Linked DNA regions of Mus musculus: all the other regions are linked to region 3. A link is a contact called in public HiChIP or PLAC-seq and promoter capture Hi-C data. All regions are on one chromosome and are shown on one strand. The core of a region is the stretch at or near the end of the contact, and the rest is flanking DNA. Distances in the headings are between cores, read along the strand shown. Region 1 holds the start of Avpi1 (arginine vasopressin-induced 1). Region 2 holds the start of Lzts2 (leucine zipper, putative tumor suppressor 2). Region 3 holds the start of Dnmbp (dynamin binding protein). Region 4 holds the start of Oga (O-GlcNAcase). Region 5 holds the start of 4933411K16Rik (RIKEN cDNA 4933411K16 gene).

Region 1 (4,413 bases), core at 838-3,337, 1.8 Mb before region 3:
TAGAAGAAAGGGTGATGCCCTTTTTTCACAATCAGCAATCTCGTGTTCTCTGTAGAGGCTGGCAGACCAAGGATCAACCAGCAGCTGTTTGGAAGGAGGAAATGGCTGCCCACTTTGTTCCAACAACCTCTAAGGGACTGTAGGGCTTTGACTGGCCAGCCCCCAGTGAGCTAAGTACACCCAAGCAAGAAATACCGGGCAGTCTAGTGTCTAGCACTCAACCACACACCCTCTCAACCCTGGGAAGCCTTGGCCCCCGGAGATTTTGAAGCCCTTTGCTAGTGGGAGCCTCACCCTGGGAGTAAGACAACGGAGTGAAGGTAGGATTCCAGGTAGGGCAAGATGGTAAACATTGGGAAAACTGAAGTGGGGGTGGGAACACTTTGTCAGGAGACACTTCCTGTCTCATTCAGTAGGTTCAATCATTAATTTCTTCCTAATCGCCTGGACAAGACCTTACGCCAAGAAGCTCAGTGTATACTTGAACAATGGTACATTTTAAAACTGAAAAGCAAAAGCATGGGGCCGTTAAGATTACAGACAGAGCTTTCCTTCTAGAGCCGACATAGAAGATAAGCTCGGATCCGTGCACAGACCAAGCAAGTAAGGACTTGTCGCAAAACACTACAAATGGACCCTAGAGCGTCAGAATGAACCCCCAGAGTAAATACTGAGGATGGCAAAGTTCAACATCTTTTGAATTGGGCATTAAAGGAAGGACATACTATAGAGCTCTTAACTCGACGCTTCTCTGCCTTGGAAGTGAAGAAAGAAACTGGGCCCCTACTCCAGACCCATTTTCAGGCATGACTTGAAAAATGAACTAACAGAGCAAGGAAAAGATCCTTTTGAAAGAATTCAAAACCCCTAAGGTGGCAGTGACGCTGACCACTGAGTGACCTTGGACAAGTCACTTTTCCTTTGCTTTGTTCATCAATCAAAATAGTGAGAGGGAAAATCCTCACTGGGTACAGAGATGAAATATGAATGACCATCCTAGTACCTGGCCTACTGTGGACACTCAACATTGTACATTGGTTGAATGAAAAATGATGCGAAGAGAAAGCTATTAACAAGACTATATAGAACCATGGCCGTGGTTAATTTAGCACTGACGTACAAACTACTCAGAGGGCTTCAAAGACAGGCTCATCTGTGCACTTTTAAAACCATGGCTACATAGAAGGAAGCTTGCTGCGTCAAGCAAGAAGAGCACTTTTGAGGACCTTTTGGTCCTCCTGTCAGGTGGCATCCTAATCCCCTGTTAGCGGGCACTATTGTTAAACACATTTTCCAGATGAAAAAGCTGACCTCTTGAAGTGGTGACTTGCTCAACTCCACAAGGCTGGTAGGTGATCTTAGGCTATTAACCAGGTGGTCAGACCTGGGCGCCTTACCAGTGTTACTTTCATTCTTTCCAGGTGGCTGAGAAGGTGGTCAAAAGAAACGTGGGGGCAGAAGGTTCTGAAACCTCTAAGACCGTGCCATCTTCGTCTGGGGGTTTTGGAGGTCGCCACTGATTCGCAGACAGGATTCCCACGCCAGCCTCTTCGCTGGACTTAGAGCAAGCGGAGCTAGAGTAGAGCCCTCTGGGAAGTTAGATCGGTGTCGGGTCAACCTATTGCCAGTTCCAGGAGACCCCAATCGGGATCCGGCGGCCAAGACGCCTACTGTAACCTCTCTCGGGCTTTGGGAAAAGGGCGAGCGCAGCTCTGGGCTCCTGCCCTGAAAGTGATCACAAAGGCCAAGCGGAGGTGACTGGCTGGCTAAGAGATTGAGAGAGGATATCTTGGCCGAAGTTACAGGACGACATCCCCACCACAGTGAGCCCCAGGGCTCAAAGGTGGCGACTGACAGAGAGAAGCCCCTAAGTGGATCTAGGATGTGAGACCCAGCGGATTCCCAGCTGCGACCGTCGGCCCGCGCGCTCCCACGCACAGCTGAGCCGGACCGTGGCCTACCTACCTGGTTGCCTTAGCTGCCCGAGGCAGGCGGAACGCAGCCGGGAGCCTGGCCGGGCCACCTGGATCACGGCCACAGTTCCTCAGAGAAAGTGCTCCGAGCCCCTTCAACAGCCAATCCTCGGTCACAGCCTTAGAGCGAGAAGCCGAGCCAACTTCGCCAAATCGAACGCGGAGCCTTCGCGGACCAATCAGCTGCTGCAGGGGGGAGGGGCGTGCCTTATCCCTCCCTTTTCCCGTGCCCGCCTCCAAACCCAGTGCGGAGATTCCTTGAGTCCAATCATCTAGGGAGTATCGGCGAGGGGCGTGTCCTCCGGGTCCTCCCCATCCTCCCAGCTCACCTGCCCTCCCCACGCCTGGAGGCGCCCCCTTGATTGACGTCAGTCCCAGGGGCGGGCTCTGCTTTGCGGGCACGCAGGCGGGGCGGGGTCGCATTCCTGACACGGGGTGCGGCTGGAGACCGCGGGCCCTGCAGGGTACACGTGACAAGTGCCCCTTTTCTCTGGGTCGAGTCCAACGCACGTGGCGTAGGGTTTCACTGTTAAGATCCTCATAACCTACAGTTCCTAAAACTCCCTTCACCTCCCGGGCCTCCTGGGCCTGCATTCAGAATGATTTACAAATCTTGTAGCGACTGTGCCAGTTTGGTTACCTAAGGAGAACTTAACAGCTCTTTGGACATCTTTCACTGAGACCCTTTCCAGTTCAGTTTCCTTGACGGGCTGTAAGAGAACTGCAACCCTTACCTTGAGGTAGTTAACAGCCTAGCGACAGAGGCTAACACTGAACCACCACTTGGTATGTGACTACAATCATGATCACATGAAGTTGAAAGAAGGTAAAGAGGAAGGAAGCATCTTTGAGAGGTCCTGGAAGCCACAAGAAGGAGCATAACCAGTAAAGAAAGGAGCTAACGTTTTTAGAACGAGGAAGAATGGGCCTGGGCAGAATAAAGGAAGAGAGGGAAGAAAGCACGCTGGAGCCAGGACGGCTTTTCTCCAGAGGGATAAAATAAGGCCTGGAGATCCGCTATAAATAGCAAGGTAGCCATGGTGGGAGGATGTAGGTAGGCAGTGACGTTTGCATTTGCCCCTCTGAGGCTCTATAAGCAAGGAAATAGAGTGATTTGTACTTATGAATAGGCATTCTGCGGTCTTTACAAGTCTTTACAGAGTGACTATAATGTGGTCAGCCCTTTACAAGGGTTAATTTATTCCCCACCACCAACAACAACAACCGTGGCGTGGCACTAAATTTGCATTTTCAGAAGGTCTCACCAGTTCCAAGGAAGCCGGGTTGGAAAGGACAAATGACTGCAGGGGATCTGTGAGGCTCTTTTTTAGTTCTTCACTGCTGTGAGCATGCTGAGAAAATGCTCCGTCCCTGAGCTACTGTGTGCCACTTCTTGTCTGTCTATCTGTCCGGCTGCCTTTCTGTTTCACTGAGATGGGTTTTACTTTGTAGTTCAGACTGGCCTGGAATTTCCATCCTCCTGGCTCAGCCTCTTGAGTGCTGGCATAATAGAGCTGTACCACCAGGTCCAGCTGTCAACCTGGAGGGATGTTGATTTCCTTCATCCGGGGCTTGTGCTCCTGTCCAGAAATGTCCGGAGGGATGCCTGTCTGGGCAGCAGGTGCAAGCAGAAAGTTTTCCTGACTTCCCTCACGTCAAAGCTGACCTTCTAAGTTTAGTTTCTCTTCTATAAAACTCCCAGGTAGGGAGGAGATGAAGGGGGCTGGAGGGAAGGCTCAGTGGTTAAGGAGCACTTAACCAGCACCCACAGGGCAGCTCACAAGCTTCTGTAACTCCAGCTTCAGAGGATCTGATGCCCCTCTCTGTCTCTGAGGGTACCAAGCACACACCCGGTGCATATATACTCAAGCAAAAAATACACGTAAAGAGAAACTTCAAAATGTTCCATCAGCTTCGTGGGATTCTTTTTGCAGGGTAAAGGGGAATTTTTTATTCTTCCTCATCCTGGTGACTAGTTCCTCCTTGTCCCTCTGCACAGCACCACACGACAAAAGAATATGTCTCAAAGGGTTTGTTTACTTTTTTTTTAAGTCCTGGGGAAATGAAGAGAGAATGATAGACAAAAGATATCCAAGTGCAAGATCTCGCAAGAGAAATTAGCAATGTTTGTTCCTTCTAAGTGCTGCTTGGAAGTGCCAGGCTGAGGAGAGACCGCAGGCTCTTAAACCGGAAGGCTGTGCTTCTCAGACTCTCAGCATATCCATATTTAAGGACCTGGGGGTTCTGATGCCACCTGCTCAGATGGATACCCCATGCTGGAATTGGGACTTGGGACCTCTGGGTCAGATGTGACTAAGGCTGGGTGGAGACAGTTTTGCAGGCTCCTGCTGGTGCTCGCCACACAATGGGGCTGTTTCCTTCCCCACAGCTTTATGATTCAGTGTTTCTGATGAGCAGGCAGGGCACTCCCCTCAGGCAT
Region 2 (4,546 bases), core at 1,553-4,052, 1.1 Mb after region 3:
GGGGCGGACGGGGTGCAGGAGCTCCGGCTTCCCGCAGGTCCTCACTTTGGAGAGAACTTTACGCGTCTTGGGATGAGGAAAGGGTCCGCACTCTGTGGACCGCAGGCGAAACAACAGCAAAGGAGTAAGAAAACTTACACACACGCGCCGACACACACACACACACACACACACACACACACACACACACACACCCATGCATTCACTTAGGACGCGAACACACGTGTGCTCAGGAAAGGACAAACACAGCGAGGTACCCTAGCTGTCCCAATGGCAGTACCACTAGCTCGCGCGACTCCCCACCCCACCCTGCGACCTGGACGCTGAGTTTTTCTGCCCAAGGCTGAGTGAGAGAAAGGGGACGCCCTGAGACTATCGGCGGGGGCGGGCGGGGTTTGTCGCACCAGGCGGTTCCTGCTTCCCAGCCGGCTGCCTGCAGGTGAAGACCAAGACGTAAACAGGCGTTGAGCACGTGATTGCTTCGCAGCCGGGTGGGTAGTGCTCCCCAACTCCTGTCTAGGCAGGGACACCCCTCTCATCTACCTCTCCGCTGGTCCTAGCATGTTTGTTTCGCCCTGTATGGAGCTTTATTCCACACTTCACCTGGAATGATGATAAATCCTCTCACCCAGAATGGGAGCTCAACGCCCCTGGGGGCCTGGGTGACCCGGAGACCTGGAGAGGGTTGGGGCTAACTTGGGCTCCTTGCCTTGGAGCTCACTAGCACGTTCTTGGAACCCGTATCCTTGAAAGGTATCCGAAAGGACCTTGATGGCCCCAGACAGCTGCCCCGGTCTCATACAGCTCTGTCTTTACGTCCTCTTCCTACCGCCACCTCCACCCCTTGCAGGACTGGGCACAAATAGCCCACTCAAGCGAGAAGAGTCTCCCCTCACCCCTCCTCAAAGGGAACGCACCAAGAGTAAATATATCCTTAAACCTAAGGGGAGTGTGTCTCCTCTAGGTGGAAGAAAGATCAGAGTCCCCTCTCTGAAAGTGAAAGAGGGGGCTGCAGCCTCTTCCCCCTCCGGCCCCCATCCTTCATTCCCCCCACCCCTCACCCGGCCACATGCTGAGCCCAGCTGCTGCCTGAGCTTCTGGGCTGGAGGCCAGAAAGGGGAGGAGGTTCTCGGTGCCCCAGGAGGCAGGGATCAGGGCAAGGCCAGAGGAGGGGGTTTCTGTTAGGGAGAGGGGTTCGGTATGTTCTTGTGAAGCTGAGGGGCTGGAGTGAGCCTGAGGGTGGCTAGGCTGTGTTTTCCTTTCCAGGGAAAAAGAAAGAAAAACAACCCTTTCCATGGAGCTAAAAATAGAGCTGAGAGCCGGCCAGGCTGTGGCCTGGAAGGGGGGGGGGTGCTTCTTCCTGGGGCTGAGCCCAGCTCTGGCAGACCTTGGGGGGGGGGGCGGGGGGGATCGGGGAAGGGAGGATGGCCTTGCCAGAACATGTGAGGTCGGCTGACCTGAGCAGGTCACAGAGACCCCTCAGGGAAAGTGGGTAGTTTGTGAATATGATGTAAGAAGTTTCCAGAGTGGCTGAATCCGGCTGTCATTGCGTGGAAGAGGGTTGGGAGGCTGAGTGTATTTAAAGAATGTGACTGGATGCAAAGGACTGTTGTGCACTCTCCCGTGCACGAAACACCAAGCCTTCTGTGAGTTGGCCTGAAGGATTATGGAATGAAGATCTATGGAGCCACGTGATGGATGAGACTGACTGTGGCTGCCCGAGACTGAATGTGGGAAAGGTCGTGTGGGTGTTAAGACTGTTGTTTTCGAGAGGGTAAAAATATTTGTGACCCCAAGAGAGACTTTGGGATGTCTGCTGCGGAGCCAGTGTAGGTTTGAGCTGTTCGTTCTTGAGATTATTGGGGGTCAGGTATCCCTCCCACCCCCTTTGAGCAGCGACCCTTCTCATAGCAAATGACCCCCGAGGTTCGGCTAGGGAGGCTGGAGCCATGCCAGGGACAAGCCTGGGCTCGCGGCCCGAGGGTGCTGTGCTGGAAAGGGAGTGGGATTGGTGGGGGTCTTGGGGGGGGGGGGCTGGTAAGTTGCTGGAAAGGGCCACCAGGTGGCGCCGATTTGGAAAATCCAAGCGTGTGACCTCCAGCCTGCTGGGGGTGGGACAGACAGCGACCGAGCCAGTCCCTCAACTTGTGCCCAGGAGCCGGCAACTGGAGAGGGATGGCTGACCCCCTCGGCCTCCCCATGGACCGGGAAGCTGGAGACTGAGGAGGGAAGCTTCTCCTAGAGGAGCGGAGGGGGAGGGGCGGGGCTGGCGCCGCGCCTTGGCTCTTTGTGCTGGAACAATGACCAGCTGCCGCTGGCCCTTGGGCTCCGGCAGGGATAGGCGATGGTGACCCGGCTCGATGAGTCTCGAGCCGGCCGAGCCTCCTAACACACACACACACACACACACACACACACACACACACACACACACACAGAGTCGCTAGGCCACTCTGGGAGGAATCCCGAGCGCTACCGAGCACACACACACACCACACTTAACACACACACACACACACACACACACACACACACACACACACACACACACACACACACACACACAACACACACACACACACACAGTTGCTAGGCCACTCTGGGAGGAATCCCGAGCGCCGCCGAGCAGCCCCCGCGTGCGCCCTGGCTGGCACGCGTGACGTGGGTTACTTGCGCGTGTCCGCTCCCCGGGGCGGGAACGCCCCTCGGACCCCTCCCCCCATCAGTGCGCACCGCCCACTCGGGCCGGGCGGGGGCCGGTCAGGGCCGGGGGCGCCGGCTGGGCGGAGGCGGGGCCGAGCCGGGCAGCTCCGAGTGGCCGCGCGCGGGCTGGAGCGGGCGGCGCGCCTGTGGAGTGCTGGGGCGGCCCGGGGCTGAGCATGGAGCAGCGCGGCGGAGGTGAGGGGTCCAGGGCTGAGGGTGCCCCAACTTCTAAGCGATGCGGTCCGGTGGGGAGGTGGCATTCCATAGACGCCCCCAGTTTATGGAAGGAGCGGACTATTGTGGGTGGCGGGGGGGGGGGTGGGGGGACACGACGACTCTGGGCTTTCAGTCTCGGAATGGCAACTCGTGATCCCAGACTGGATCCTGCTTGACTGGTCTCTGGAGTTTGAGTGTGTGTGTTTGGGGGGACTTTCCCCAACTCTCCAACCCCAGCCCTGAGGTCAGAGAGTTGGGACGTGGGCCAGACTCATCTCAGGCCCTGGCGCGGCCCCAGACTCTAGAACCCCCAGCTTACTTGCTGGGGTGGGGGCGCAGGGGTCTGTGTACCATAGTGATAGGTCAGGGAGTGCTGGGGAGAACCAGGGCTTTCTTTTTCCCACAGCTACAAACGCATTTCTCAAAATGGAGCCGCTTGCCCCTCCTTCTCTCTTGGGCCTCAAAAGCGGGAGCCAGGCTGGCTAGGCCTGGCTTTCCTGACGCCTGGCCCTCAGAGCTCAGCTCTGTGGCTCCTCTGGCTTTAGGGGTCCTTGCCTGTGTAGCTTCAGCGACCCTAACTCATGGGTCTGCCTCTGGCTCCTCGTGTCTGAGCCTCTTGGCCTTTGTCTCTTCTGTCTTCTGGCTCCTGTCTCTCTGAGTGTCTACCCCGGCCCTTGCCCTTCCTTCTGGGTCTCACTTTCTGTGTCCTCTGGAGTAGGGACAGGAGTGCCAGCCCCTTCTCACTCCTCACTATACTGTGGAGCAGTCTCCATCCCTAGGCTGGACCTTTTGGGGGCGATCTCAGTACCTACCCTACAGAGAAGTTGCTACACTTCAGTTCCTACCCTAGCTCTTAGCAACTCCTTCCTCACGCTGGACTCCTGTGAGTCTCTGGTCTTAACACTTAGAGGCACTTAGTGGAGAACAATATACAAAGATAAGATGGGGCAAGGGCGTCAGGCACTGTGATCTCACCTTTCCTCAAACTCTTAAGTTAAAAAAAAGTTTTAGGGAGGAGGAGTCCCCATTCACATTGGTGGCTTTGAATGTCACCCAGGTCCTCATGCACTCCCAGAACGCTCACTTATACAGATTGGTCCTGGGGAGCTTTCACACACTTTTCTTGTGTACAGTAGGAATCCATGTAACTGTCCCAGGAGAACTGCAGGCGTCCTGTAGAGATTTGTGTGTCTCAGTCTATGAGAGACTTGACTCAATGGACCCAAAGAAAGGAGGATTTTCCCTAGAATTTCATGCTAGGAGAAGAAGCAGAATGGCTTACTGAGGATAGGTGACTGGAAGATTTAGTGGTATTTACACAAACCTCACATATGTGTGCACAAACTGGTATATCTATCCAAACATTTCTCTTTTTGCCATATAGTGACATCCAGAGCCCACAGATTCATTTGTTTTATACACATTAATAACTGTGTGGTGTGCTTTCTAAGTTACGAAACTCATAACTTTGTAAAACATAAGAATTCACACATACAGCCTGGTGGTGGTAACACACACGCCTTTAATTCCAGCCCTCAGAAGGCAGTAAGAGGTGGATCTCTGAATTCAAGGCCAGCCTGCTCTACAGAGCAAGTTCCAGGGCAGCCAGGGCTACACAGAGAAACCC
Region 3 (4,738 bases), core at 2,166-4,665:
CTGACCACCTCTTCATCTGCCACTTCCCCCATGTCTGCCCTGCATGGCCTCTGTGACCTTGTCAACACTCCCACCTATCAAGCCTGCTCCTGCTCCAGCCTCTCTGCCTCCTACTCTCCCCTCAAGTCAGAGATCAGGAGACATCTCAGCAGAGGTCTTTCTCCCCCCCCCCCCAACCCCCGTCTGTCTGTGCGAACAGTGACATCACCCCCACACGCTCTTTCCTATACAATTGCTTGGAACTTTCCACTGAATTCTGATGACCGGATCCACTATGCTCGCATACCCACTCAGGGTCCCACTGGAGTACGCACGAGTCAGCCTTTGCCCACTCTGCTCACACTTCCGCTCTGACTCCTACAGTAGGGCCTGGCTCATGCAAGTGCTCCGAAAAGTATTTGCTGAATGCATGAATGCATGAATGAATGAATGAATGAATGAACGAACCACTCAGCACCAGAACACAACCATCCAACTCAAACTCCTTGATCAGCATCTTATTGTGCTCTCAGGCCTCAGTAGCCACATATCTTTAGCCTACAGAAAAGACTTACAAAGCCAAAGATGAAATAATTCATTTTAGTTACCCTGTGGCTGCTTCTCTCTCTCTCTCTCTCTCTCTCTCTCTCTCTCTCTCTCTCTCTCTCTCTAAGACAAGATCTCACTATGTAACCTTGGCTGGCCTCAAACTCACAGAAATCCACCTGAGTTTAAAGAATTAAAGTCCTGAGTCACCACACACCGCACCAGGCAGTATGGCTTTCTTTTCTTTTCTTTTCTTTTCTTTTCTTTTCTTTTCTTTTCTTTTCTTTTCTTTCCTTTCCTTTCCTTTCCTTTCCTTTCCTTTCCTTTCCTTTCCTTTTCTTTCCTTTTCTTTTCTTTTCTTTTCTTTTTCTTTCTTTTTTTTTTTTTTTTTTTGGTTTTTCGAGACAGAGTTTCTCTGTAGCCCTGGCTGTCCTGGAACTCACTTTGTAGACCAGGCAGGCCTCAAACTCAGAAATCCGCAAGCGCCGGATTAAAGGCGTGCGCCACCACGCCCAGCTATGGCTTTCTTTTTAACACCAAGGATAAAGCAGCTAAGTTAGCACCCAGTATATAAAATAGTTCTTTCATGGGGGATGGGGGATTTGGGATGGGGGTGGTGTGGTTATCGCTGGGATCCTGCTCTCCAGGTGAGAAGCTATCTCATAATGAACTCCCAAAAGCAAGACTGAGTTATTTAGTCTTGAAAATTAGTTTATTGAGATGCTTTCACGGCTGGGTATAATAATAATAAAAAATTACACATTCACTGACATGGAACTTTTGAGGAGTGAATGAGTCTCAAGAGTGTTTTATTAACAACAACAACAGCAGCATTGCTTGAGAGCCTCATAGGATCCTGAAATAGTAGCAAAGTCACAGGCAATATGCTAACTGATTTGTGTTTTGTCCCATAGTCGGGGAAAAAAAAAACTGGAAAAATAAGCCAAGCTTTGTAACTGCTGGTAGGCAGCAAGCCTTTGCTTGTAAACGGTTTGAATCACTTTTAAAAGTGTGCCTTCCCACCCTGCCCAACTTAAGACTAAGCAATCTGTAGCTTAAAATACGACTCTGCATTTATTTTAGCCCTGTACAGAGCAAAGTGACCCAGAAGGCTGGGAACGGTGATGAACTTGAAGCGCTGGAAGGCAGCATGCTGAAAAAACGCTTCCTTCTAAGGCACAGGGAAAGAGCTCTGCTCTGGAAACACCGAGATAAACATTCAGAACAGAGTCTGCTCGACCCTGACCCTTCGGCAGGGGTAGAGCATCCTGTGGTACAGCAAGCTCAGTGGGGCAAGGCCCCGCCCTGCCACGTGGGTGAAGGAGGAATGTGAAGAGGGTCTCACAGGCTAAGGGGATGCTCGGAGCTCGGTGCCAGAAAAGAGGGGGTGAAGAGGTTAGGAGGCCCTACTTTGTGGGTTAAAGGACAAATAGTTCATACATATTTGAACAGCATCTATAAAGATTACTATCACGCGCCAGCCCAAACCATACACAATGTGATAAAAGTTAGCTTAAAAGTTAGCACAGTTTGAGTCAAAATGTTCTTGGCTTGTTGGAAAAACTACCTGTGACAACATGCAAGTCACTCCCATGCCAGACTTAGCACTTCCCCACTACACACCAAGATCTCTGTCTAGACAAGCCATTGGGTGACATTAACACAGAAACATGAATGACACACACACACACACAACAGGTTTCACTCATTTCAACCCAATATTATGTGAGTGGGGGAGCGGGGAGCGACAGTGAAGTTGAACATCTGCTACATAATTTGTAAAATTAACTTTGTTTTCCTAGGACTTTGTTGTCACCAGGAGGGATCGGCTTCAAATACAAATGAAAGACTTTAGCGGTGGAAGGGCCTGAGAGATCACGAGATTCAGTAGTTTAGGGGGAATGAGGCCCGATGGATACACTAACTTGAACACTACACCTCGACTATGCTTTTCCTACGACTGTTTTATAAATGCAGCCCTAACTGAGAAATCAGGTCTGCTTGCTGCAAAAATCGCCTGTTGATTAGTCAGCTCTATCAGCGGCATGTAACTCGACTAAGCACAGTGGAGTCCAAACTATGCTCCTACCAGAGAATCGGTGTCATCACTAGCTTGTCACCATTATTAATTAGGAAGTTCCACAAGGTGCTCCCAAGACTATAAAAGAAACACTGTCAGACAGGTTACAGAATTTGCCAGCCATAATCCCACATGCGACCTTGCTTTTCAAGTTGGTTTTTCAACACGACCCTGTGCCCTAAAAACACCCTTCGCAGCTCTTAATACACACCACATGCTGTCCTGTCCGGTCACCCCAACACCCCTTTATTCGAGTGACAACCATCCTCCTCTGACACAAGCATGCAATCGTCCTGGGTACCTAAAAACTCCAGTAAGCCAAAACTGCATCTCCAGCTAAATATAAATAGTCCCGGGTTATTTGGGAAACCATCGCTGCCTGGCTGTCACGAAATCCCGGCCTCTCATGCCCACCAGCTGCAGCAGTGACCAGGAGCAGGACTGGGGCTCAGTTCTTCAACTCAAAGCCAAGAGGCAGGGCGGCGCAGTGACAGCGCCCCGGCTGGACACCTCGCCCCCCGGTCCGCGCCCCGGGACGGTCCCTAGGGCTGCTGCCCCCCCCCCCCTGCACCCCCTCGGCCGTGAGTGAAGACAGCGAGGGCCTCGCGTCTCGCGGAGCGCAGCTCAGCGCGACCGAGAGCTGCGCCGCAAGCCCCGCGCGCCCCGCAGGCGACCGTCCCCGCTACCCCACCACCCCGCCACCCCACGGACGCCCGGCCCCGCACCGACCTGCTCTCTGCCGCTCGGCGTTCCCTCCGCGCACAGCCACTGGTGGCCCGGCCGGGCCGCGGTCACCTCCCCTCAGCGGCGGCGGGCGGGCGGGCCGATCCGGGTGACTCCGCGCCGCCCCGCCTCCCTTAGCGCCGCTTCCGTCCGGTGGCCCCCGGCTCCGTTTCCCGCGCTCGCGCCCCCTGGCGGCCGCCTAGCCCGTCGCTCCGCCACGTCAGGGCTCGGGCTCCCAGGGCCTTTCAGGGAAACTGAGGCACGGACTGCGTGGGGGCGTTTAGCGACACACCTCGCTCAGGCTAGGATCCAGATCCCCACGCACTCGCGCTACCGCCAACCTAGAGAACTCAAATTCTCCGCTGCGCGAATTCTCTTACTCCGAGGCGGAGGCTAGCCTTGAACCTTCCATCGTCCTTCACTCCTCCAAGTGCTGGATTACAGGGGAACACCATCAGGTTACTGCCCACTCCTCATCGATTTTTTTTTCTTTTCTCCCGAGCAAAGTCTCACAGGACAATTTTGAGAATTTAAAAGCAAGGAATCACAGAATACTAGAACCAAACGTCCCGGTTTCTGAAAAGTCCCGGAAGACTTCTGACTGTTAAAGATCGCAAGTGCGTGGAGGAGCTGGTGCAAGCGCGGGGACCGACCTAGCAGATTTGAGGAATGCAGGAATCATATATCACTATGCACACACAGCAGAGATAAGGCTTTATTTTAAAATCTCATCAGCTAGATTGTTTCTTGACTCTTCAAAAATCGTAGTAAACTAGACATAGCATAAAGTGTATCGTTTGAACCATTGTCAAGTGTGCGTGCAGTCCATCAGAGTAGGTAAATTCACATTGCTACGCATCCATCATCTTGTCCGGCACCGGGACCCCAACTTCCCAAACTGAAACTGCTCTTATCGTACAGGGACTCCACTCCCAGCGATTCCTAGTCTCTCGTGTCCTTAAGAATTCGTCTACTCTGAAGACCCTCATACATGCAATCTACAATACTTGGCCTTTTGGTGCCTGCCTTATTTTGGTTAGAATAATGCCCTAAGTTTCATCTGTGCTGTTCTATGTGTCGGAATTTCCTTCCTTTTTACTGCTAAATATACTGCGTTGTGTTTAGGCGTTTGTCCTTCACTGGGCATTCGGCGGAGTTTCCCCTTTGGCTACTGTGGCTAAGGCTAGGACCCAAATCGTACACGTATCTGCTGGACCCATTGCTTCCAGTTCTTTGGAGGCTGTACCTAGGGGTGAAACTGCTGCTCACATACATTATTCTCCTCCTTTGCTGTCTGAACACTGAAGGAAGGCATTTTTGTGGTAAAACATAAATATTCCAGATTTTTGTTTTTGAAAGAAATTGATCAAATGCTTCAGCGGCCTGTCAAACAGTAAGCTTTTCTCCCCC
Region 4 (4,596 bases), core at 63-2,562, 1.8 Mb after region 3:
AAGACAGAAATTAAGACTTTCACTGAATTCTAACTCCACATAACAGATGCTCTGAGATATGATATACTGGTATTTACACACACTCCCAAGTCAAAAAAACAGCAATTGTTAAAGGATGATACTTTTCTGGGCTACAAGTGAGTCTTAAGAGGTGAAGGAGGCTTACAGGCTAACAAAAATAAATAAATAAAAATAAAAACAAAACAATTTCCTAAGCCTGAAGGAATCTGTAATATAATAAGCTGACTGCGCTCCTTCACGGGTAAAAACGTGCCTGTGAGGGCTGATTTTTTTTCCCCTTACAAGGATAGGGGCGGGGGATGGGAGCGCTGCACAAATTTCAACTGAAAGCAGGCATCTCTGCGGACTAAGATCCCAAGGTACAAAGAAGTGAAGCCCACAGCCGGACCACAGGCTCCTTCCTTGCCACCGCCTCCTCCTCCGACAAATCTGTGTGGCTCTAAGCCAGAGGAGGGTGGGGTCAGGCTCCTCCATAGCCCGGAGTCGCCGAAGCCGTGACATAGCGGAGGGTAAAGAAGTGTGCCCACCGTCTGTCTCCTCCCCGTAACCCCGTGTGAGCAATGACGGACGCCTCCCGTCCTGGGGGCGGGGAACTGCGGGAAAAGTCACCAGCACGCCCCTCCCGGGGACGGAGGCTGAACACCTACGCGGGACTGGAAGGCCAACTCACCTTCCACGACACCGCACAGGAACCTGCGGGCCCCTCCGGCCGCCCCGACCACGGCCGCAGCCCCGGCTCCCGATGGGTTATCTTCTCCGGGGGCGGGAGCTACCGACTGCTCCAACGAAGCCCCCGAGGCGGCGGCAGGGTTGGCGTTGCGCTCGCTCTCCCGCTCCTCCAGCGCCGCCTGGCTCTCCTTCTGCACCATCCTCCTGCCGCCGGCCACCGCTCCCCTTCGGCCTCGGTCCGTTGGGCCAAAGGCCCGGAGCCCTGCAAAGGGGCCGCGGCTCCGAACGCGCGCCTCCGGGGCTCCTTCCCCTCCCCCTCCGCCCTTCCCCCTTCCTCTCGGCGGGGGCCCGGAGTGCCCGGATGAGAAGGGCGGCGGCACCGGCTCGAGCCCTTTGTCAGCCGCTGCCTCGCCCCGCGCTGGGAGCCGGGAGCCTAAGCGGAGGGCGAGGCAGCCGCCGCGTCTCCACGGAAGGAGGACCGAGGAGGCGCCTTCGCTCGTCCTCCACGCCCGCCGCCCTCCGGACAGCCCGGCGTCTCCGGCTCTCTTCCCCCACCGGAGTCCCTAAGCAGCTCCTGCCGCTGCCTCTGCCGCCCGCTTCCTGTTTATCCGCACTGCGCCTGCGCTACAGACCGGCTCAGACCGGTCCCCAGCCCGGCTCCCCCGCCTTTCCTTGGGATAAGCCCATTGCGCTTTATTTGCTAGGGGAGAAAAAGGACAAAGGGCGCCGTGAACACCGCGGAGGTGTGCGGCGGTGGGACGTACCATTTTGGCTCGCCACCCTCCGGGATGAGCGCCACACTCTGGGTCGGACCATTACCCCACCCGGAGGAGGGGAACATGGGAGAATGCGGCCGGCCGGGGAGTTTGGGAGGAAGGGGGGGGGGGGGGGCGGAAAGGAGGTGTTTACCCTCTCAATGCGCAGGCGCCGGGACGATACTTCTAGTTCTTAAAGTGGTAGGAGACACTGACCTACTTTGGAGATTGTTGTACCAGTTTGGCTCATCGGGGCTGCCTGACCCACGTCTGCTTCTGTGAAGACACCATGCCAAGGAGCTCAGCTCACGCCTCTGTCCTGACTCATTGTTTCTTCTATCCTGTCTTCGGAGTTAACCGTGTTTTAAATTGAGCAGTCAACTGTTTTATTGAGTTTGCCTCATCCTGGGCTGTTGGGACCATTATGACCTCATAATATGGTTAAAACCTGCTGTTACGTCTCTGCCTGATTGAGCCCTACGTTTGTTTTGGGAGAGGCTGTGGTATGAAATTCACCAGACTACGTATGGAGAAGAAAGACTGCATTCCAAGCACAGGGAAAACAAACGTCTAATAAAAGTAGAAGAGAGTGGAAGGCGAGTTTGTTATGGCGATGGAGAGTGTGCGGTGTGCGTAAGGGACATGACCCTTTTAGCCTTAGCATCAGCATTTCCAAGGAAACCCTGCCTCTAAGGGCTTGCCTCCTGTACTCTAAGGGCTTGCCTCAGAGTACACTTGACATTTTGGTTCCTTAAGGGATCTGCCAGCCAGGCGATGGTGGCGCACCTTTAATCCCAGCGCTTGGGAGGCAGAGGCAGGCGGATTTCTGAGTTCCAGGCCAGCCTGGTCTACAAAGTGAGTTCCAGGATAGCCAGGGCTATACAGAGAAACCCTGTCTCAAAAAGACTAAAAAAAAAAAAAAAAAAAAAAAATCTGCCCTGTTTGGGAACAAACCTCTCATGTTCAATGTTAAGAAAGTAGTCAAACTATTGCATATGCCAGAAAGATTTTGCTGAAGGAACCCTGTTATAGCTGTCTCTTGTATGAGGCTATGCCAGTGCCTGGCAAATACAGAAGTGGATGCTTACAGTCTATAAAATGGAACACAGGGCCCCCAATGGAGAAGCTAGAGAAAGCACCCAAGGAGCTGAAGGGGTCTGCAACCCTATAGGTGGAACAACAATATGAACTAACCAGTACCCCCAGAGCGCGTGTCTCTAGCTGCATATGTAGCAGAAGATGGCCTAGTCGGCCATCACTGGGAATAGAGGCCCCTTGGTATTGCAAACTTTATATGCCCCAGTACAGGGGAATGCCAGGGCCAAAAAGCAGGAGTGGGTGTGTAGGGGAGCAGGGCAGAGGGAGGGTATAGGGAACTTTCGGGATAGCATTTGAAATGTATATAAAGAAAATATCTAACAAATAAAAAAAAAGAAAGAAAGTTAAAAAATAAAAAGTAGTCTTTTTTTTTTTTAATACTTCGTCGCAGTAGCCCACCTTGTAGCTCCAGGGACGTTGCAGGGGTGCACATTACAGGCGAGAACTTCCTTGCCAGGTTTATGCAGTGTTGGGTATCCAACCCAGGGCCTTGTACGTGTTATACAAACACTCCAGGGATTTGGTGGCCTTATTTATTTTGTGTGGGTTCACAGGCCGTAGCCCATTTGGACATGGCCCAGAGGACAACTTGAGGAAGTCAGTTGTCTTCCCTTTGTGGATCCTGGAGATCAAACTCAGGTTGTCAGGCTCAAGCTGTGGGAGCCCCTTTATTGCCAGCCCCATCCAAGACTTTTTTGTTTTAATGTGTGGGGGGGGGGGCAGCAGAAGAGGCAGTGGCCAGCCACTGAAGGTGTTTGTTGGGAACAGAACTCAGGTCCTTTGGAAGAGAGCAGTACCTTCTCTCTTCCCTTCCAGCCTTCCATGCAGGTGCCCTGACCAGTTCTTTCCGTAGTTAGAGGGAACACTGAGTAATTTCATACTCTTTGCTCCTCCCCTCTCTGCCTCGGCCTTCATGGTGCTTGCTGTATAGGGATGCCCCGCCTATGTCCAGCTTGTTTCCTTCTGTTCTGTTTGTTTCTTCCATTGCCCTTTTTGAGACAGTTTCTCACTAAGGAGCTCTGGGGTAGTGTGAAATCATCCCTGCCAGCCACCATTGCCAGCTGAAGAACATTTATTTTCCCTTCAGTGTGGAAACCAAACCCAAGGCCTCGTATGTGCTAGGTAAGCACTCTACTCCTTTAGCTACATCCCAAACCTGAAAGGTGGGAATTTTTGTTTGTTGTTTTTGAGACAGGCTTTCTCTGTGGAGTCCTTGCTGGCCTGGAACTCAGAGAACCACCTACTTCTGCCTCCCAAGTACCTCTGGTTCTTGGTGGCAGCATCTAATGCCCTCTTCTAGCCTTCCTGGGCACTTGCACACAGCAGTGCACAGACGTGTGTAACGTGTTGGGGGACGGTCTGGTGCTGCTTTGTATTCAAAAATACAACTGCTCAACTCCTTCATGCCTTCAAAACCAGTACCACCTGGGTGACCCTTACACATTACCAAGTCCAGCCACAGCACAATGTACAACTTTGGCTATATCTGGAACACAGCCACTGTGCTCTCAGAAAACACTTCCCAGAAAATGTCACCTCAATGATGCTGGTCTCTTCTTAATCACCACTAATTTCTTAGCTCCAGCTAACCAGCATCAATAGTCCCAGTAATGCAAAGTTTTTGCTTTAGTAGTTCTGGTATCTTGTTAATCACAGCTGATTCTTCAGCCCCAGCTAACCAGAACTACAGAATCTTCACAATCAAAACAGGAATGGCCCTGAAAAGAGTCTTTAATTTTCCCTCTGAAATTTCACAAGCCAGGCCTCCATCTTCTGCACTGTTCTCAACATTATCTTCCAAGCTCCTACGAAACATCTGACAGAGCTCTTAACGAATGGATCTTCAAGCCCAAAGTTCCAAAGTCCTTGCACAGACCTCCCCAAAACATGGTCAGGTTGTCACAGGAATACCCCACTCTGCTGGTACCAATTTGTCTTAGTCAGGGTTTCTATTCCTGCACAAACATCAGGACCAAGAAACATGTTGGGGAGGAAAGGGTTTATTCAGCTTACACTTCCATACTGCTGTTCATCACCAAGGAAGCCAGGACTG
Region 5 (4,775 bases), core at 686-3,185, 1.9 Mb before region 3:
GGAGAAATAGAAGAGGAAAGTGATGTAATTATATTTTTATTTAAGTTTTTTATTAAAAATAAAACTTTTAGCACATTATAACCAAAGGCCAGCAGGAAGAGTTGACCAGGAGGGCCAGTGGCCCTGGACTTACACCTGTCAATAGTCTCACAGGTGGACTTTGAGTTGTTATTTCCAGTGAGGTCAGTGGACAATCACAGGGCTATTTCAGCAAGGCTGGAGAGGTAAGGTCCCCAAAGCTTCTAGCTGTGCCTTATTCCTTCCCCACATAGAATCGACCAGAGTTTCTTCTCAAAGAGAAAACATTTTTGTGTATATAAAAAGCATTACTTCTTTAAAGGAAATGTTTCAAATAACATTTTTTTTGAGGCAGGTAAGAGGTTGGAACTCACTTTGTAGACTCAGCTGACTTGAACCCACAGAGATCTGTCTACCCTTGCCTTCTGAGCGCTGGGATTAAAGGTTGTGTGCCACCATGACTGGCAACAACTTTTAAAGACTATTTCCTTTTTAAGTGTGTCTAGGTGTGTGTCTGCATGTGGGCGTGGGCATGTGAATACAGGCACCAGATAAGGCCAGAGGTGTTAGATCCACTGGAACTGGAGTTACAGAGGACTGAGCTGCTGGACGAGTACTGGAAACCAAACTCAGGGCCTCTAGAAGAATAGCAAGTGCTCTGGACCTAGCTTTCCAGCCTCTCAGATACCACAACTTTTTTTTTTTTTCCAGCCAGGGGGTAGTGCAGAGTTAGGTGGATATGAGTTTGAGGCTAGCCTGGTCTACAGAGTTAGTTCCAGGACAACCAAGGTCACATAGAGAACCCTATCTAGAAAAACAACAAAAAATATATTTATGTTCATGAGCTCTCTGCATGTCAGAAGATGACATCAGATCCCATATTAGATAAATTGTGAGCTGCCATGTAGTTGCTGGGAATTGAACTTAAGACCTCTGTAAGTGTTCTTAACTGTCTAGTATTTTTTTTTTTCTAGCTACAAACAACACAGCTTCTCCAATGCCAACATTTGGCATTTTTTTCTTTCTTTCTCTCAGATAAATAAACTGTAGCTGTTTTCAGACACACCAGAAGAGGGCATCCGAACTCATTACAGATGGTTGTGAGGCACCATGTGGTTGCTGGGATTTGAACTCAGGACCTTCAGAATAGCAGTCCGTGCTCTTAACCGCTGAGCCATCTCTCCAGCCCCCATTTGGCATTCTCTAAGTGTGCTACTTGCCTTGAGGGAAACAGTAGCACAGGCCTGCTTCTAGCCCCATATACATAGGAGTTACTCAAGATTGAGCAGGCTAGCCAGGCTCAAAACTTTGTCATGTTTATCAGGGGGCAAATTCTGTATCTGCTGGCTATTATTCAGGCAAGATGTAGCTTAATTACCCTGGGATGGCCCTGCAGTCAGTCCTACCTGCTCTGCTTTCTCAGCCTATTCTTTGTTCTCAATTGTGACCTCACATTGTTCCATATGAGCCCCTTCCCGGACCCTTTCCCTTCTGGACTCTTCCCTGTAATAGAGCTAGGGATATTGTGCTGACAGCAGAGATGGGTCGTGGGTATTGAGTACAACACTTATTGACCAGGGATGGATATCAGTCTAATTGAGTGGTCCCAGTTTTTCATGGCCAAACTGACTCAGTATCCTCTATCCTGTGGCGGCCACTAGATCAGGAACAGGAACAAGGGAAACCGAAGACTGGAAATTAAGCAGAACAGAAGAGCAGAGAGCCTTGGAAGTGGGAGGCAGAAGAGTTAAATGATGCTATCTTTCTTTCTATGGAGAAAAGGAGACAAGACCTGATCCTTACAGGAAGCTTGCCAGACTAGGTCTGAGTGATGAGGTGGCCTTGCCTCACCCCACCCCCAGCTGCCTTCCTCACAATGGGGCTCATTGCTGAGGTGTCAGAGGGCATCCTAGGGAGGGCGAGGCAGGGGCCTGCTTGCCAGATACCTGCAGGGCTCCGGTCCCTTCAAGCATGAACCTTACCATCTGGGCTCCAGCACTCCCACTGTGCTCTTAGTTCTCTGTGAGGCCTAGGGCCCTGGAGGACTTCTTGGGGTTCCTCCAGCAACCATCATGCAGGGTGGTGCTGGGGACCGCTCTCTTGCTCGGAGGTGGAGGCCTCATGCTGTGGGCTCACAGGAAGAAAAGGAAGGCAGCCACTGAGACTACAGAAGACAAGCCTCTGGAATCCCACCGAGCAAATGACAGCTGGATCAAATCTCACTTCAGCCGCCTATCCGAGGAGAGGTTGCCCACCTACCGCTATGTCAGCAACAATGGCCACTCACCTGAAAGCAGGCATGGGGAAGTCAATACCACCCTCCACGTGGATACCCTCACCACCAAACACGGAGAAAGGGGCGCGGCTCTGCACCGAGATTCGTTTGCCAGCAAACAGAAGATATCTGGAAGCTCAATGACCAAAGAGATGCAGAGGGAGTCAGGGAAGTCCCCGTCCATGGAGGATGACACCTGGGCTGCTGTGGCAGCTTGTACGAAGGAGATTGATGCCAAGGGGCATCGCGTGGCTAACTCCATGCTGCAGCGCTCCACAACTCACCGTCGTAAAGGCCATGCAGAATCCAGGAACATCAGCCCAGAAGAGCTGAAGGCTCTGGAGGAGGTGGAGATAAAACTGAAAGGGAATTTCCTAACTCACCATGAAACTGGAGTAGCTGGGGCCAACCAATCGCACACAGTCTATAGCCAGAGTCGCCATAGTAACCAAAGCCACCATTCCTATCCAAGCCACCAGAGCAACCAGAGTCATCCCGTTTACTCCAGCTACCAGGGTCATCATCCAAGTCACTTGAGCCCCCAGAGTTATCCAAGTTACTCAAGTCACCAGAGTCATCCGGGCCACTCCAACCACCAGGGTCATTCAGGCCTCTCAAGCCACCAGACTCATCTGGGCCACTCCAACCACCAGGGTCATCCAGGTCACTCGAGTCACCAGAGTCACCAGGGTCAGCCAGGTCACCCAAGCCACCAGAGCCATAATCTGCCCAACCGCAGAAACCCAATCTATGGCTCTTGAAACCATGTGTCCCTGCCCCCCACAGGGCTGGCTCTCATACATAGGCCTGTTTTCTCTTCTATGGGGAAACCTACGCGGTCAGGGTAAGAGACTGCCAACCAAATTCCTGCTGCTTCTGGCCCCAGCAGAGGTCATGAGGGAAGGAGGAAAGGACGCAGCTTCAACAGCCCAAAGGCCCTGATGACCCACGAGAGAAGACAGGAGGCAGATTACAGGAGCAACCACAAGCCCCACACTGACTCCACATGCCTGAATGGAGCCAATAAAGCCCTGCACACCCTCACTCTGTGTCCAGGGGCTCTGTAGTCAACTGACATCTGGGCAGGGTTGGAAGAGAGGGTATGTCCCCAGCAGTGCTGCAAGTGGGCCTTGTCTGGGGCCCTTTCCATTGCATCAGACTTAGCATCAGAACAGCCTCCCCTGGTCTGGGTTAGGGTACTGCCAGAGACCCCAATCCAATCTGCCTACTGTTGCCAAGAAGTAGGATATAGCCAGATGCTTGGGAAGAGGAACCAGGGACAGGCTTTCAGACAGGTGGGACTTTAGGCCCCATCCTCTTGGTGCCATCTCAAGTTTCTAGAGTCCACAGAGATCCATGTGTCCACAGCTGGAAAGCTGTATGAGACATAGCTGGGTCATGTCGCCATTGCTTGACTTGTGACTGTGGCTACTATAGATGCTGCCAATATTAAGACTACTTACGGTTACCACTCACGATTTTGTTTTTGAAACTGTGTGGCTCAGTCTGTCTTGGAACTCATTGTGTAAACCAGGCCGGTCTTGAATTCACAAAGATATGCCTGGCTCTGCCTCCTGAGTGCCCTGCTGTGCTTCTTTTAAGTAGATGCGTTGTGTTAAGCCACAGCCATGGGGATGTCTTCTCTGTCATAAACAAGGTTCCTGAGGTTCAGAGATAGAACTACTCCTGGATGACTTAGTGAGATTTTTAGATCCATCTTGCCCCACAGTCCCACAGTCTCCTGACCTCTGCTCAGAGATTGTCTCCCTGTCCTCTTCTGTCCTGCCTCTCAGCCTATCCGTGACATCCCTCCACACCCTGCCACTTCTGCCCGCCCACAAAAGCCTGGCATTCTTCCAGTGTCTGCCTCCTGGGCCTCAAGGAGTAAGAAGTGACCCTCTACTCCCACATCAAGCAGCCACTTCTGCAATTCTTTGGACAGGTCCCCGAGTCACTGCTGACCTCCAAGTAAATCTTTGGCATAGATTTGAATCTGTTACACATTTGCCAGGGAGGTTACCAGTCGGTGGGCCTTAGACCTCTGGGGCGAAGCACGGCCAAGTTCATAAATACCTTAAATGTGGTCAGTTGCTTTTTATGGAGTTTGATGGGAAGTAGTTTTATTTTCTGGGCATCCCTAGTGTGAATCTGTATGCATTACATTCATTTTAAATGTTTAAACTTTTCTGTGGGCATATGATGCATCTGTGTAGAGATCAGAGGGCAGCTTTATGGAGTCATTTCTTTCCACCTTTGCGTGGGTTCCAGGTGTGAACCCAGGCCAGCAGCTTTTATCAAGGTGCACAGAGCTTTTTAACCACTGAACCACTGCCCTAAATGTACATGGATTTTTATTTACATCGAATAAACATAAACTTAGGGAAATGGAGAAAGAATTCCTCCAAGTGAGAGGGGTTCTGTGAAAGGAATGCCTTATAATTGCATATTTTAAATTTTTCATAAAGGTTTGACGTGAGGAGGT

Evidence for each region. Promoter capture Hi-C pulls out the DNA fragments that hold promoters and counts their contacts. HiChIP or PLAC-seq counts read pairs in DNA pulled down with a chosen protein or histone mark.
Region 1: a promoter capture Hi-C map of stem cell-derived epiblast-like cells shows a contact between it and region 3, with 6 times the contacts expected there. The contact joins the promoter of Avpi1 here to the promoter of Dnmbp in region 3. A contact is called at or near these places in 4 of 39 promoter capture datasets (cranial neural crest, hippocampal neurons, liver and 1 more) and 4 of 115 datasets of contacts at active chromatin or transcription factors (embryonic stem cells, microglia and pancreatic cancer cells).
Region 2: an H3K27ac HiChIP or PLAC-seq map of microglia shows a contact between it and region 3, with 6 times the contacts expected there. The contact joins the promoter of Lzts2 here to the promoter of Dnmbp in region 3. A contact is called at or near these places in 1 of 39 promoter capture datasets (pre-B cells) and 2 of 115 datasets of contacts at active chromatin or transcription factors (microglia and pancreatic cancer cells).
Region 4: a promoter capture Hi-C map of liver shows a contact between it and region 3, with 2.5 times the contacts expected there. The contact joins the promoter of Oga here to the promoter of Dnmbp in region 3. A contact is called at or near these places in 2 of 39 promoter capture datasets (hippocampal neurons and liver).
Region 5: a contact with region 3 is called in a promoter capture Hi-C map of liver, with 4 times the contacts expected there. The contact joins the promoter of 4933411K16Rik here to the promoter of Dnmbp in region 3. A contact is called at or near these places in 4 of 39 promoter capture datasets (hippocampal neurons, liver and pre-B cells).

Annotation. Positions count from the first base shown.
Region 1 is chr19:42,126,906-42,131,318 of GRCm38.p6, forward strand. Avpi1 (arginine vasopressin-induced 1) reads right to left here and starts at 2,088. Exons shown (of 3, transcript NM_027106.4): 1 at 1,966-2,088.
Region 2 is chr19:45,015,333-45,019,878 of GRCm38.p6, forward strand. It overlaps Lzts2 (leucine zipper, putative tumor suppressor 2), which reads left to right and starts at 2,803. Exons shown (of 5, transcript NM_001130526.1): 1 at 2,803-2,898.
Region 3 is chr19:43,936,783-43,941,520 of GRCm38.p6, forward strand. It overlaps Dnmbp (dynamin binding protein), which reads right to left and starts at 3,416. Exons shown (of 16, transcript NM_028029.4): 1 at 3,335-3,416.
Region 4 is chr19:45,782,241-45,786,836 of GRCm38.p6, forward strand. It overlaps Oga (O-GlcNAcase), which reads right to left and starts at 1,313. Exons shown (of 16, transcript NM_023799.4): 1 at 692-1,313. The coding sequence starts at 890.
Region 5 is chr19:42,050,293-42,055,067 of GRCm38.p6, forward strand. It overlaps 4933411K16Rik (RIKEN cDNA 4933411K16 gene), which reads left to right and starts at 1,936. Exons shown (of 1, transcript NM_025752.2): 1 at 1,936-3,336. The coding sequence starts at 2,140. The coding sequence ends at 3,054. The region is part of intron 1 of Hoga1 (4-hydroxy-2-oxoglutarate aldolase 1); the gene reads left to right.